Linked DNA regions of Mus musculus: all the other regions are linked to region 2. A link is a contact called in public Hi-C, Micro-C and promoter capture Hi-C data. All regions are on one chromosome and are shown on one strand. Each heading gives the region's core, a stretch centred on a gene start, on an enhancer-like site or on the middle of the called end of the contact. The rest is flanking DNA. Distances are from core to core; before and after follow the strand shown.

What was found. Promoter capture Hi-C pulls out the DNA fragments that hold promoters and counts their contacts. Hi-C and Micro-C count contacts between places; a contact is called where the count stands out from the background.
Region 1: a contact with region 2 is called in a Micro-C map of embryonic stem cells, with 2.2 times the contacts expected there. The contact joins the promoter of 1700065J11Rik here to the promoter of Nup205 in region 2. A contact is called at or near these places in 7 of 39 promoter capture datasets (the 3T3-L1 cell line, embryonic stem cells, hippocampal neurons and 3 more), 1 of 484 Hi-C or Micro-C datasets (embryonic stem cells) and 1 of 115 datasets of contacts at active chromatin or transcription factors (pancreatic cancer cells).
Region 3: a contact with region 2 is called in a promoter capture Hi-C map of neural stem cells. The contact joins the enhancer-like site here to the promoter of Nup205 in region 2. A contact is called at or near these places in 4 of 39 promoter capture datasets (the HPC-7 cell line, cranial neural crest, neural stem cells and 1 more), 1 of 484 Hi-C or Micro-C datasets (nephron progenitors), 1 of 115 datasets of contacts at active chromatin or transcription factors (microglia) and 2 of 9 other capture datasets (adipose tissue and liver).
Region 4: a contact with region 2 is called in a Hi-C map of cerebral cortex, with 4 times the contacts expected there. The contact joins the enhancer-like site here to the promoter of Nup205 in region 2. A contact is called at or near these places in 6 of 39 promoter capture datasets (the 3T3-L1 cell line, 3T3-L1-derived adipocytes, the C10 cell line and 2 more), 1 of 15 datasets of contacts at CTCF or cohesin (embryonic stem cells), 35 of 484 Hi-C or Micro-C datasets (the AML12 cell line, the Ba/F3 cell line, the G1E-ER4 cell line and 19 more), 2 of 115 datasets of contacts at active chromatin or transcription factors (PVALB interneurons and astrocytes) and 2 of 9 other capture datasets (adipose tissue and liver).

What each region holds. Positions count from the first base shown.
Region 1 is chr6:35,329,343-35,332,555 of GRCm38.p6, forward strand. It overlaps 1700065J11Rik (RIKEN cDNA 1700065J11 gene), which reads left to right and starts at 1,504. Exons shown (of 3, transcript NR_040526.1): 1 at 1,504-1,540.
Region 2 is chr6:35,176,021-35,179,272 of GRCm38.p6, forward strand. It overlaps Nup205 (nucleoporin 205), which reads left to right and starts at 1,596. Exons shown (of 43, transcript NM_027513.1): 1 at 1,596-1,639. The coding sequence starts at 1,612.
Region 3 is chr6:35,026,066-35,029,206 of GRCm38.p6, forward strand. The region is part of intron 10 of Cnot4 (CCR4-NOT transcription complex, subunit 4); the gene reads right to left. Among named protein-coding and RNA genes, the nearest start is that of Slc23a4, 50 kb to the left of the region's middle. Within about 2 kb of position 1,411, at least 42 of the 459 cell types and tissues checked have an H3K27ac peak or open chromatin away from gene starts, as enhancers often do. A contact at or near this core is called in neural stem cells, where this site is marked.
Region 4 is chr6:35,000,681-35,004,115 of GRCm38.p6, forward strand. No RefSeq gene overlaps it. Among named protein-coding and RNA genes, the nearest start is that of Slc23a4, 24 kb to the left of the region's middle. Within about 2 kb of position 1,686, at least 29 of the 459 cell types and tissues checked have an H3K27ac peak or open chromatin away from gene starts, as enhancers often do. A contact at or near this core is called in the HL-1 cell line, the N1E-115 cell line, PVALB interneurons and 4 more, where this site is marked.

The DNA.
Region 1 (3,213 bases), core at 254-2,753, 150 kb after region 2:
CTAGCCGGCTTCTGGTGTCATGCTTGCTCATAGAACTTATTTTATAAATCTAAAGGATTGTCCAAAGGACCTTGAGAGAATAGGGCTTCCTTGGATGTTTGCTGATTGGCTCTAAAGCTGGGCAACCTCAGCTCTGATTGGCTCTAAAGCTGGGCAACCTCAGCTCTGATTGGCTCTAAAGCTGGGCAACCTCAGCTCTGATTGGTCTAAAGCTGGGCAACCTCAGCTCTGATTGGCTCTAAAGCTGGGCAACCTCAGCTCTGATTGGCTCTAAAGCTGGGCAACCTCAGCTCTGATTGGCTCTAAAGCTGGGCAACCTCAGCTCTGATTGGCTCTAAAGCTGGGCAACCTCATGTTTTGCGATTTTCCTGCTGTTACTCTTCAGACTCTCTCCTTTCAACTTCCTGTTTATACCTCTTGCCTCCTGATACCCTGACCTAAATGGCAGCCAAAAGGCAAGCGGGTTTGGTGACATGGTCCACGGGAGTCAGACATGCCCAAGGGAATAGACCCATTCAGTCTGTAGGTAAAGTGTTGAATGAATGAGCAAAGGAATGTAGAAAGAAGCCACAGGTTTTGAACAGTGGGAATGCCTGTGTCAGCTTCCAGCCTTCTCTTCTGGCTTGGTACCCAGAATCGCGTCTACTGAATCCTCCCTCCCTGTCTACACAGCCAGCACCTTTGGTCTGGATTCTATTTTAAATCCATAAGTGAGGTAATTTGGTTTGACAACAGAAGCACAGATGGAGTCACAGAGTGCTGGCCTCCAAGGCAGACGACGCATCCATTCATCCCGCTAGGACTGCCATCATCAGTGACTCAGTGATACGTGTAGTCTTGTGTCAGGCCAGGCCAGGCCAGAATGTCCTCCTGCAATGTCCATGTGCGCAGAGTATTCTCTGCCAGGCGCAAGAATCCTTTGGGCAATTCAGCTTCCATGTGTCTGTGAGGCCGGAAGCTCTGCTTGCCAGAGCAGCGTGTCAGTGGAGAAAGGGTTAGGCCCGCTAATGGCGGCACTGACTGAACATGACGGACCGGATCTCTGCCAACTTTGTGGGGTTCACACAGTGCACTTTGGGATCTGTTCCTTATACTCCAAACTGTAAAGAAGAACCGAGGAGAACTCTTGCTTCCATAAAAAATGTGCAAGCTACGGTTCCTTAAAGAACTGTGACTTAGAAAGCAGAAAATATAGCTTAGAAAGCAAATGAAAGTCCCCTGTGTAGTCATGGCTCAGCTTAGATGAGCAGCTATTAAATGTGAGCAAATGTGAAACTGTCATTGTGTTCGTTCACTGAGGTGCTTGTTGTAGTAATTAGCCTACCCAGACTGATAGATTCTGTGTGTGTGTGTCCATCTGTCTGTCTGCGTGTCTGTCTGTCTGTCTTAGATCCTTAGAGGTTAGAGAAGTGGAAGGTGGGGGTTGGTATGGTACCAGAAGGAATATTCTAGAATGGAATGTTGCCTGGAGAGGGTATCTTATTTGCTCACTGGTTACATTGCATAGAAGGAGAAGACGTGGAGCCTTATGGAGGGAGTGGTTAGTATTTTCCTTATCTTCTCCCCTAGAGTCTGGCCTTGAAGGGATTTGAAGGATAGGCATGCACATTTGCTCTGGCTTAGTAAGTAGATGGTCAGCCATGTTCAGGCCCAGTGGGTAGCAGTCTGGGAACAGAAGGGAGCCCAGGGAGGAGTTGGACTCTCCTGCTCCCAGCAGGCTTGGGAGAGGGTGAGTTATGTAAGGAATTTCCTGCTTTGAATCACGATGCCAATAACCACAGCTCAGCAGGTTCGTCTCCTGGCCACTGTCCGTGATTTTCCAAAAACACCTCTGAAAACATTCACATTTGTCCTTAACAGCCCTGGACCAGTTCGTTAGCGAATCTGATTTGGGGTAAGAAACTTACAATGGATTTATTTTCATCCACAATCAAAATGGAAGGGAATCTTCCTTTTCTCCCTTTTGAATTTGGAAACTCTGGGGAGGAATTTTTCCAGTAAGAACAAGAGGTGGGCGGGGGTCGGGAGAGGTCAGAAAAACACTTGAGAGCCCTGGCAGGTATGGGCTGATGTGGGATGGCACTGTCTGGCTGTTTACACAATGTTGTGGCTTTTATGTGCTGAGGATGAGCCCAGCCTAGGGAAAGGACAGTTCCAGACCAGGACTAGCTCTGCCTGCTATTGGGCTGGGAGCCTTGAGTTCAGGGGCTTCCACCAGCTCCTTAGCATCCCAGGGAACCATTTCCTCCCAGACCTTAGTAAAGCCAGGTGGGTGGCATGCCACCTTGAATCCAGAGGTGCACTGGATGGACTGTGGTCCCCAGAAGACATGTGTGGGGTGATGTTTAGGGGAAAATAGTTTCTAAAGCAGGATACAGGGACCTGAGTGCCTTGAGCAAAAGCTCTTTAGCAGCCTCCTCGACATCTCTTTGTTCTCTATTCTTTTCTCCTGAGCCCACAAAAGAGAGATCAGTAGAGAGCAGGGACTAGCTTCCACAGGAGAGGAGTGGAGGAGGAGAAAGATCAAGGGTGAGCCCAGAGGGACTGGGGCAGAACTGGTGCCTCCAGCATCCTGTACAAGGTGTTTTGATTGCAGTCTGCCGACCTCACCTTAGGAGATATATTAGGTATTTTTTCCCCAGCTGTGACCAAATACCCAACAAGAAGCAACTTAAAGAAGGAAGGTCTTGGTTTGGTTTATTATGGCCAGGAAGGCATGATGGCAGGGGGTGTGGCTGGTCACAGGCACTGACAATCAAGAAGCAGAGAGATGAATATTGGCCTCATTAGTTGTTTTCCTTTTTAGATTTATTTATTTATATGTGTGAGTGTTTTCCTGCACTCACGCACACACACAGCACATGCCACGTTAGTGCCTGGTATCCAGGAAGGCCATCAGATCCTTTGGAACTGGAGTTGCAGATGGTTGTGAGCCAGCCTGTGCGTGCTGGGAACCAGACCTGAGCTGTCTGTAAGAACAGCAGGTGCCATTCAACCGCTGAGCCATCTCTCTAGACAACCCTTTGTTTTTATTCAGTTAGGAACCCCAGTCCATGGAATGGTTCAACTCACAGTTAGGATGAACCTTCCTATTTCAATGGATCTAATCTAGATCATCCCCTACAGACAGGCCCAGGGGCTTGTCTCCTCAGTAATTCTAAATCCTGCCAAACCAACAATGAATATGGATCACGGATCACTCCTGTAAGCGAT
Region 2 (3,252 bases), core at 346-2,845:
GAAAATGGTCACAGGGTCACTGGGAGTTCACTTAGGCTAGTCTAATTCCAGTGCATTCAAAGGCTAGTACAGGCTGTGGAGTGACCATGACTGGAGCATGTCTTCAGCTGTGCAAATGTGAGCATATCCCCAGGGTGTCTGTAAACTCTCCAGAATAGCAGGGCTGCTGTAAGGGCAGTCTGGTCAGTCGCTAGTGAAAGAGGTGCTTGGCTTAGAACTCTCCATTGAAGGCTTCCAAATATAAGCGAAGAGCTTTCAAGCAGATCGCTACTGACATCAATCATTCACAGAAATCATTATATTTTACAGTAGACTTAATGAAAGCTTAAGACAGAATTAGTACTTCTAACGTATGTAGAAGTTACTTAGTAGGCTTTTTAGGTTCTTATCTCACTAGCCCGCTTCCATTCTATTCTGTAACGTGTTTTTCCTTTCTTTCTTCTTTTTGTTTTTTTGAGACAGGGTTTCTCTGTATAGCCCTGGCTGTCTTGGAACTCACTCTGTAGACCATGCTGGCCTAGAACTCAGAAAATCTGCCTGCCTCTGCCTCCCAAGTGCTGGGATTAAAGGCGTGGGCCACCACGCCCGGCTAGCAAATTTTAAATTTAACGAGTAAGTTTAGTAGTTTTGGTTGCTTAGGTAGAAAAAACATTTGGTGTTTGTGAAATTTATGTCGAATTTGACTCAACATGTTGGGGATGAGGAAGCAAATGGGTGACACTTTTGAAGTCAGGCAGGCAGTACTCAAATTTTGTCGCTGTCTGTAATTTTCTTTTTTTTTTCCAAAGATTTATTTATTTATTATATGTAAGTACACTGTAGTTGTCTTCAGACATCCCAGAAGAGGGCGTCAGATCTCATTACAAATGGTTGTCAGCCACCACATGGTTACTGGGATTTGAACTCAGGACCTTTGGAAGAGCACTCAGTGCTCTTAACCTCTGAACCATCTCTCCAGGCCCTGTCTGTAATTTTCGAAGCACAATGTGATTATGTCTACAGAATATACTTATTAAATAGAAATTCCTTAATCACTTACTCACTTCACTCTACTCTCTTAAGGTAAGGGGGATGGCTATTCAAATAAAATTTAACTTGAAATGAAGGTCATGAGAATTTTTTCTCTTTTTTTTTTTTTTTTTTTTTGAGACAGGGTATATAGCCTGTATAGCCCTGGTTGTCCTGGAACTCACTTTGTAGACCAGGCTGGCCTTGAACTTAGAAATCCGCCTGCCTCTGCCTCCCGAGTGATGGGATTAAAGGCGTGCGCCACCACGCCCAGCAAGAACTTTTTCAGTTTCACTGATTTCCCTTTTTTGAACACTAGTCAACTGCACGGCTCACTCGAAATAAAACTACGGGTCCCATGATGCATTGCACAGCTAGTCTCCGAACCGGCTGCCCTCGGCTTGTTTTAACGGTAATGGTCGCAGTTAGACTCGATGGCCCTAGGCCAGAGCAGGGCGGGGAGCCTTGTGCACACCCGCTCGAGCCTCGCATGGCGTTCTCGGAGGCCCTGGGGACGCCCTTGTGTTCAGGCGTCGACGCGGGCAGGCCCTCGGGCCCGGGGTCCTCCCCGCGGCAGGAGCGCTCTCTCAGTCCTCCTCCAAGATGGCGGCGCTGTTGGCGGTAAATTCGGGTGAGCGCGGCGGGCCCGCGAGGGACCCGCGGGGACCCACGGGGGGCGGGGCCGGCGAGTGGGGAGCGCTGGTGCAGTCGGGCCGTTGGCAGTGCGGGCGCGAGCGTGTGCGCAGGGCCCGCTCTCGCCGCGCTCCGGCCTGCAGCCCCGCGCCGCCTCCGTTTGAATGGCGCGCGGCGCGGCGACAGTTTGGCCCTCGAAACGGGCGTGTGAAGGGGAGGCGGAGCGGCGGGGTCCCGGGCAGCCAGGCGCGCGCCCCCGAAGCCGCTTCGTCCCCCCAATATCCTTCAGGTGTAGGCAGGCCATCTACCGCCGAGGTACGGCTCAAGTCCCGGGCTGTGGGACCCAGGCGAGGCTGGAAGGAAGCTGGTCTGGAAGGGGGCCGTGGGCCGGTCATGGGGCATGGGGGTGAGGAGGTCTTGCCAGCCGCGAGGCGGTGCCACGGGCTCAGCACGTGCCGCCCTGCACCGTTGTCACAGCCACGGCGGACGGTGACATCGCTGTGAAAAAGCTGGGGCTGGGGTCATCTTTGGTAATTGGAACCCCTCAGAGATGCTTGAAGAAGTGGATGGGTTTTGATTTGTCCTGGTTCCAGGAACACGGTGCCGGTCGTTAGTGGGGAGGACTTAGATGTCAAACATTTCGTACGAGGTCTGGCACTCCTGAACACGGCTTTAGACACTCGATTCATGAGTACAATTAAGAGGCAACATAGCAAACGTTTACGGACCATCTTTTTCAGCAGGACTGTTTTGTTTTTAAACTGTTTTTGGTACTGGTTCTTGCCAGTTTACCAGTATTTTTTGAAAATTACCTAAATCTGAGTTTTGTACATAAACCATCTCAGAAGTGGTATGGTAAATTGTTCTGTAGAAATGAAGTTTTCTGTTGTATTGACAACATATTGTCTGCTCACTGGAGCAAGTGTTAGTCTTGATTGTTGAATCCCTTTATACCTGGTGTATGTGTGTATTTCATTTATATATTTGGAGTAATGCAATTAAATATCTCAGATTTAATTTGGAAGCAAAGACTTCCAGTGATTACATAATTTCTCCAAAATTAAACAGTTAATGCCTTTTTTTTTCTTCCCCGCCCCCCCCCCCCCCCCAGGGTTTCTCTGTGAAGGCCTGACTGTCCTAGAACTCACTCTGTAGACCAGGCTGGCCTCAAACTCAGAAATTCACCTTCCTATGCCTCCCAAGTGCTGGGATTAAAGGCATGCGCCACCACTGCCCAGCCAGTTAATGCTTTTAAGCACAACTTTATGACATTACATCATGCTTGTCCCCCCTCAAAGTAGTTAAATTAAATGCACTACTAGATTTTTTGAAAAGCCAGGCTTCCATGTAATAGTTCTGTTACATACATTTATAGCATATAATATCCTGAGTTACCATTAAACACAAGCCACTGACAGTTGTCACTAGCTCCCAGGAGTATAGTGTGTACAGGAGAGCTTTGATTGGCCTCAAGAAAAGAAAGCATTTTAAAAAGCCAGGAGTCAGTCAAGAGAGTTATTTTTTGTCACCTTTGGGAAGAACTGAAGCATCCATAGATGAATGGATGATGAGTGAGTGAGTGGATAAACGAAACATGATGAACACACAAAG
Region 3 (3,141 bases), core at 161-2,660, 150 kb before region 2:
GTCAACTTCAAGACCTCTTGTGAGCTACTAGGTAAGCATTCTATCACTGAGCTACAAGTGATAGATACCCTAAGCTCCATGAAACCACCCCCACCCTTGAGACAGGGTCTCCTGTATCTCAGGCTGGCCTTGAACTCCCCATGAAGGCACAAATGACTGATCCTCTTGCTTCTGGCTCTGGAGTATGGGAATTACTCAAACCCAGGGCTTCCTGCATGCTCGGAAGCATTGAATCAACTCTACTATACCCCCAGGACCCAGCAATCCCTAGAGTTGAAGGTTCTAATATAATTGAGAGTCTCTCCCTCCAGCTCCACCACTTTAACTGGGCATGAACAAGACCCTCTGATAAAAAACTGAAATCATACATGTGTCAATTACAAGATGGCCTGGTAGAGAAGACAGTCTAGCTTCTAGAATGGTGTTCGATTATGCATAAGAAACAGTTGAAACCTTCATGGAAGGGAAACAAGACTGCCTTGGAAGGATAAAACTGCCATATAGCTAGCTACATGGGAAGGACTACAGGATGCTCTTAGGTCTGGATGTTCCGGGTCAGTAAGGTGCCCACACCGATGCCCAGCTTCTCTCTCCCCTACCCCACTCATTCTATGCTCTTACATTTGTCAAAAGAGAGAAACAGAAGAACACTTACCTCCACTTACAGAGTAACACATTCAGGAAACTTTACTATGAAGTAGCATCATAACACAACCAGAGGCAGCAAAGCAAGGCTCGAAGGAGAGCCATTTACCTTAGTGTTAGCTTTGCTGCTAACCAAGAACCACTTAAAAAAATAAAACAAATAAAGCCCATGTTTCCTTTTTTTTAAATCAAAGGCTATATTTGCTCTGCAAAATAATACAATCCAATAACAGTGCCAGCCAAAGATGTCATCTGTGGTACGCAACACACAAACAACCGGAAATTAGGATCTTCCCAGTATAGTTTGATTGTAAGGTAGCTTGGGAAACAAATCTCCCAGTTTGTAATTTTTAACAATCTTTACTGAAAAACAACAAACAACATCCCCCATATACGCACTCGAAGCAAAGCCAGTGCCCTAACCATTCTGGGAGCCCGAGAGCATAGCGTGTTGCTTACAGTGGGGATGGTTGGGGGAGGGGGCGTGTCACAGGACAGGACCCAGAGCCTTAGCTCTTGGAATGGGAACACATTTTAAAGAGCTTGGAGGAAAAGTTTACCTCCCTCCCCTGCTCCCTTCTCTAGAGCTGAGCTGAGAGTTAATGCAAAGAAAGGAAACCCGGGAATGCTAACAAACTTCATCAAAACAGCTCCAGCTACACTACCTCACACCCTGACCCAGATTCATTCTGACTGTAGACTCAGTAGACTAAGACCATTCCTGGAAACAAGGCAAGGCTTGTTTTTGTAGTAAGCGGTGGTGTTAGACAAGTGCTCTCCTGCTGAGCCACACCCTGGCTTGGCAGCTGGCTTTGGACGCCACAATACAATCCTCATTGGTGATTGCTGCCCTACATATTCTGGGATGCTCACCAGCACCATTCCCTCCTGTCTGTAGTCGTTCTAAGTGCCATGGGAGGGAGGGAGGCGGAGGCAAAGTCGCCATCAGAACCACTGGCAAAGGAAGGGGGCTCCTTTGCTTCTGAGGCTCCAATAATAAAGGCCCCCCCCCCAACAGTGGACCACTGACTCAAATCTGATGTAACTGAATTATCTTTTAAGGATTCACACTAGAAATTCACTGAAAGAAGTCAGCAGGTCTATTCAAGAAAGGACTGGGCTGAAAGCTGTCACTTGGCTATAGGAGGCAGCACCAGAGCTGCCTGCCAATATAATCTCAAGCCTGTATCCTACCCAGTCTCTACTGCCTTACCCCTGGGTAGACAGAATGAAAGAAGGAAACATCATCAAAAGCACAGTCATTTCTTGATAAGTGACTAACAACAAATGTCTCTCTATTGGTCACTTTCCAATGAGCCATGGCAGCATATTTACTTGCTGGGAACTGGCCCCGAGAACAGGCCTCGTCTTAGGAACTATAGCAGCCACCATGCTCACAGAGGTACTGTGTGGCCAACCTGCTTAGCATGTCTGCCATGAACACTCTACAAGCAGAATTTGAAAAGACCAAGTAAATACTCACTTTATTCTTTAAAGTATTTAATTAGTGCTGGCAGGACTCTCTATAAACACATAGGCCTTATCAACTAAAGTGGTTTGATACAATGCTTTGGTGGGAGCAGCTGGCCCACAAACTTGGCCCAAATTCTTAAGTTTCAATTAATGACTATAGTACTGGGACCAGAGAGCCTATGTCAAGTTAAATTACTTGTGAGTGGCTTGACAGCCCACATGAGAAGGCATCACTGAGTTCCACTCAGAAGCAGTCCTAAACTCATCCCGTTTGTCCGTCTTCACGCTCTTTCCCATTGTGAGTCAGTCCACTTCTCCTTTCCTCCCACGTTTCCCTCTTCTCTGCCCTACAGCGTACATTTTCAGGGGTGCACAGGAAACGGCCTCCAAGTGTCACCACACTGCTGCTCTCTCCAATCCTTTTCACTACAGTTTATCAGTATTTACTGCATGAAAGCCTAGCTCCCTCAAACTTCAACAGCCTATCTTCCTGTGACTCTAATATAAAGGAATATGCCAAACCAAACTTTAAAGGATAGAAAAAAGTGCCATATTACAACTTAAGTTTTGTATATGGGTAAGAGGTTCTTCAGGACAGTGGCAAAATCATCAAAATTTATTAATTAAAATTATCCCTAGGACTGTCAAGAAATTCCTTCAGACATAAATACAATCAGCTTATTAAAAAGACTCCATTTAAATGATAGAGTTTCTACTTAAATTTCTAAGACTATGTTTATTATAAAACAAGACAGACCAGTATGGCAGAGCTGAGCTGCCTGAGCACAGAACTAAGCACAGACTTAAAAAAAATAAGATTGTAGACTGAAAAAAGGAAAGGAAGGAAGAAGGGAAGAAAGAAATTAATTAAAATGACAAAGAGCTCTAAGGGGAAATGTCAGATGCCTTAACAAAATCTTTAAAAGTCAAACTTTGTTTATGCAAAGTGGCCCCAATGGGCGATCTAGGTTGGCTGGCCATGCTCTGGGCATTTTAGACCATCTATCTCCTGTCTTTCTGCTA
Region 4 (3,435 bases), core at 436-2,935, 180 kb before region 2:
CATTGAGTTGCTCGTCCATTGTTCTCTGCCCCAGAACTCCGGGGTGTGCGCAAGCAGATGCTCCAGTCCAAACATCTAAGAGCTGCCCACTCTCTACCTCCCTGGCAGGAAAACAAAAGGTAGATATGAGAGGGCAATCAGAAAATATGGAGCACAGGCACCAAATAATGACCCATAGAAAACTATTCATAGCAGTTGGTCAAAGGCAGGAAGTTATGACAGAGCTTGGAAGTCTTGACAGCAGTATGCATTCAGTACTCCAACCACATGTGGCCGGGAATAGCTGGAAGGCAGCTCCCAGCGGGTCCAGAATCTTCCCAGTGGTGACCAGAACCTAGGCCCACCCCTAGCCCATGGTTTCCCTAATAGCTAAGCGTTTTCCTTTATTTAAACTGACAAAACCAAGGAGCAAAATAGAAGGTTTCATGCATTGTGTGGGAAGGGAGACTATGGGACATGCTGGACAGCTACTGGACATGCAAGACTAACAAACAGAAGGCGGAAAGGTACCTCCATGGCCCTCATCTCTGAATATCAGACAGATAGGGAAAAGGCTTACAGCCCTCTCAGCAGGCGCTAGCTTAGGGGCCAGCTACTCACAGAAAGAGCAGGAAGAGAGGAGAGCCACACTCCAGGAAGGTACAGGTCAGGGTTCTCTCCCTCCCTTCCTCTTCCTCTTCCTCTTCCTCCTTCCTTCCTTCCTTCCTCTTCTTCCTTTCTCTATTCTTCCCTTCTTCTCTCTCTGTCCCTCTCTTTGTTTTTTGATAAAAGGTCTTCCTACAGCTTAGGCTGGTCTTGAACTCTTGACTCCTCTGAGCCTGGAGTACTAGAATTATAGACAAGCATCAGCACAGCCAGCTCTTCTAGTTGCTGCCCCCCCCCCCCATTGTGTTCCCTTTACCAACCCACTTGCTCCATGCCCTAACTATTGTTCAACATACCATTTGATATGGAGGAGCAGCAGTCTGCTGTAATCCAGAGCTAGTAATAAGGGAAGACATTCTATTCCTTGGCTGGAAGTCAAGACAGGAACCTGGAGCATGAACCCTGAAGGAATACTGTTTACTGGCCTGCAGGGATGTCTGTGCAGGCATTTTCTTGATTGGTCATGAATTTAGGAGAGCCTAGCTCACTGTGGGTGGTGCTATCCCTAAGGAGATGGGCTGAGTACATAAGATTAGATATGGCTGGCGAGACGGCTCAGTGGTTATGAACAAGGATGTCTCATCCAAACAAAGGACATGAGTTTGGTCTCTAGGACCCATAGGAAGCAGCTCACAAACACCTGTAATTCCAGTTCCAGGATGCCTGTGGCCTCTTGGGGGCACAAGCGTGTGCGCGCGCGCGCACACACACACACACACACACACACTTTAAAATGTAGTGGAGCACTGGCTGAGGAGCTTAAATAAAGCAAGCCTGAAGTTCTCTCCTTTCTTCAGTTCGTCTGAAGCTGGGCAGAGTTCATCTAACTGGGGCTGGATTCAAAACTAAGCATCATGGAACTTAAACGGGCAAATGGAAAGAAAAATGAAAAGGAACTCCGAGAACTGGCCACGGATCTAGGTGCTTAAATGGAAACCCGGCACAGCTTTCCACCGAAATGTCATCTCATCTCAGAGCATATGCACAGAGACGTGGGCTTTTCCGGATCTCTGACATGAAGGAGCCTGCTCTCTCCGTCTGCAGCAGTTGATGGGAACGGGAAGCTCGCCAGCTCCTCGTCATCATCAGCAGATTTCTTAATTAGCTTGCTGATACTGCCGGCGTTTTGGAGCGGAGCCCTGCCTCTGCTATTTTTAGGGGCTTGTACTAGGAACCCACCTGCCATTTAGCTCTCCTGTCTTCATGAGTGACACGGATATGGACGCAGAGGATGAAATGGGAAAGGAACACGGACGGCCTGGTGAGGTACCCAGAAGAAGCTCTCCCCACAGCTCGAGCGCTCTGGCCCCATCTCCTCTTCCCATCGCCAGAGTTTTCAGAACAGCTCCTGGTCTTAAAGATGACCTCAGGGAAGAGGACAAACCAACGTTCTATGCCAAAGAGTGCCAAGTCCCAGTGTGCAGCGGCTAACTTTGCTGTATCCCCAGGTCCTACACAGCATCCATGTCTTTTAAAAAAAAGAACCCAAATTAAAAAACAAACAACTCGTTGTGGAAGCTGCAGTGTGTCCCACAGAATACCCCTTGGCTCACACTTCTTTGCTTGCAAACGTTCACTGCAATGAGCCATTTGTCTGGTCTGAGGCCTCTGGCTTCTGCTCCACCATCCATACTAGAGCCTTACGGGACCTCTCTCAGGTATCTTGTTGTCCGGTAACTGTTAACTTATGCAGTAGTCACACGGCTGGTGAGAAGCCGGAAGCCCTATAGAGCCGGATCCAGGTTTACCCACACCCAATGAATCACATGTCAACAACATGTCAGAGTTCCTGTCAGCAAAGAAGTTGGGAAATGGGAACGCTCATATATTGGAGAAATTAGTCTTCACTGGCTGGTCCATCTCTACAGTAGCCTGTAGTGGTAAACATTTGATATTAATTGGGGGTTTCTACCCTGCCTTTGATCATTCAGTTCCCAGGTAAAAGACACAAAACCTTTATATTTATAATAAGCCTCAAACAGCACAAGAGCTGGGCCGACATCTCCCTCTAAGCTGTTAGTATCTACTTCCCTATCAATAACCCTGAGTTACAACTTGCTGTGTTCTACCTGGGCTGCTTTTACTCCAATTGGTCAGCCTTTCAAAATGGTGTTTTCCTGATTCACCTTCCTCACAGTATCTTCTTCACCTCCTCTTTCTTCCTTGTGGTCTCTGCTTCAAACTCCAAGCCCTGGAACTGAAGCCCCACCTACCTCTCTTCTGCCCAACTATAGGCTGTAGACATCTTTATTAACCAATCAGGGATAACTTGGGGGGCAAGGTTACAAAGCATCACTTGGTGTACTAAGGATCCCCTTGTCCCTGGGGGCAACAAGATTTTGGGGGGCAGTGTTTAGCATTACAACAGACCAAACCTCAACAGTTGCCATTCAGTCTTTTTAAACTTTCAAGGGAATTTGGTTACAGCATTATTCATGATGGTAAAACTATATGAGACAAAGAGAAAGCTTATTGTCCTAGTTAGTTATTGTCAGCTTGACACAACCCAGAATCCCTGGAAAGACGGACCCTCAACTGAACACCTGCCTTCATCAACATGGCTGTGAGACACTTTTTTTTATTGCTAATTAATGTAGGGTACAGTTCACTGTGAAGAGTACTAACCCTGGTCAGGTGGGCCTGGGATGTGTAAGGGAGCACTGGCCAGGGAGCCAGCCAAAGATGAGCCAAGAAAGCATCGTCCTTCACTTCTGCCCCTGTCTCCTCCTGCCTTGAGTTCCTGCCCTGCCTACCTTCAGTGATGGATTGTGACTTGGAAATATAAAATGA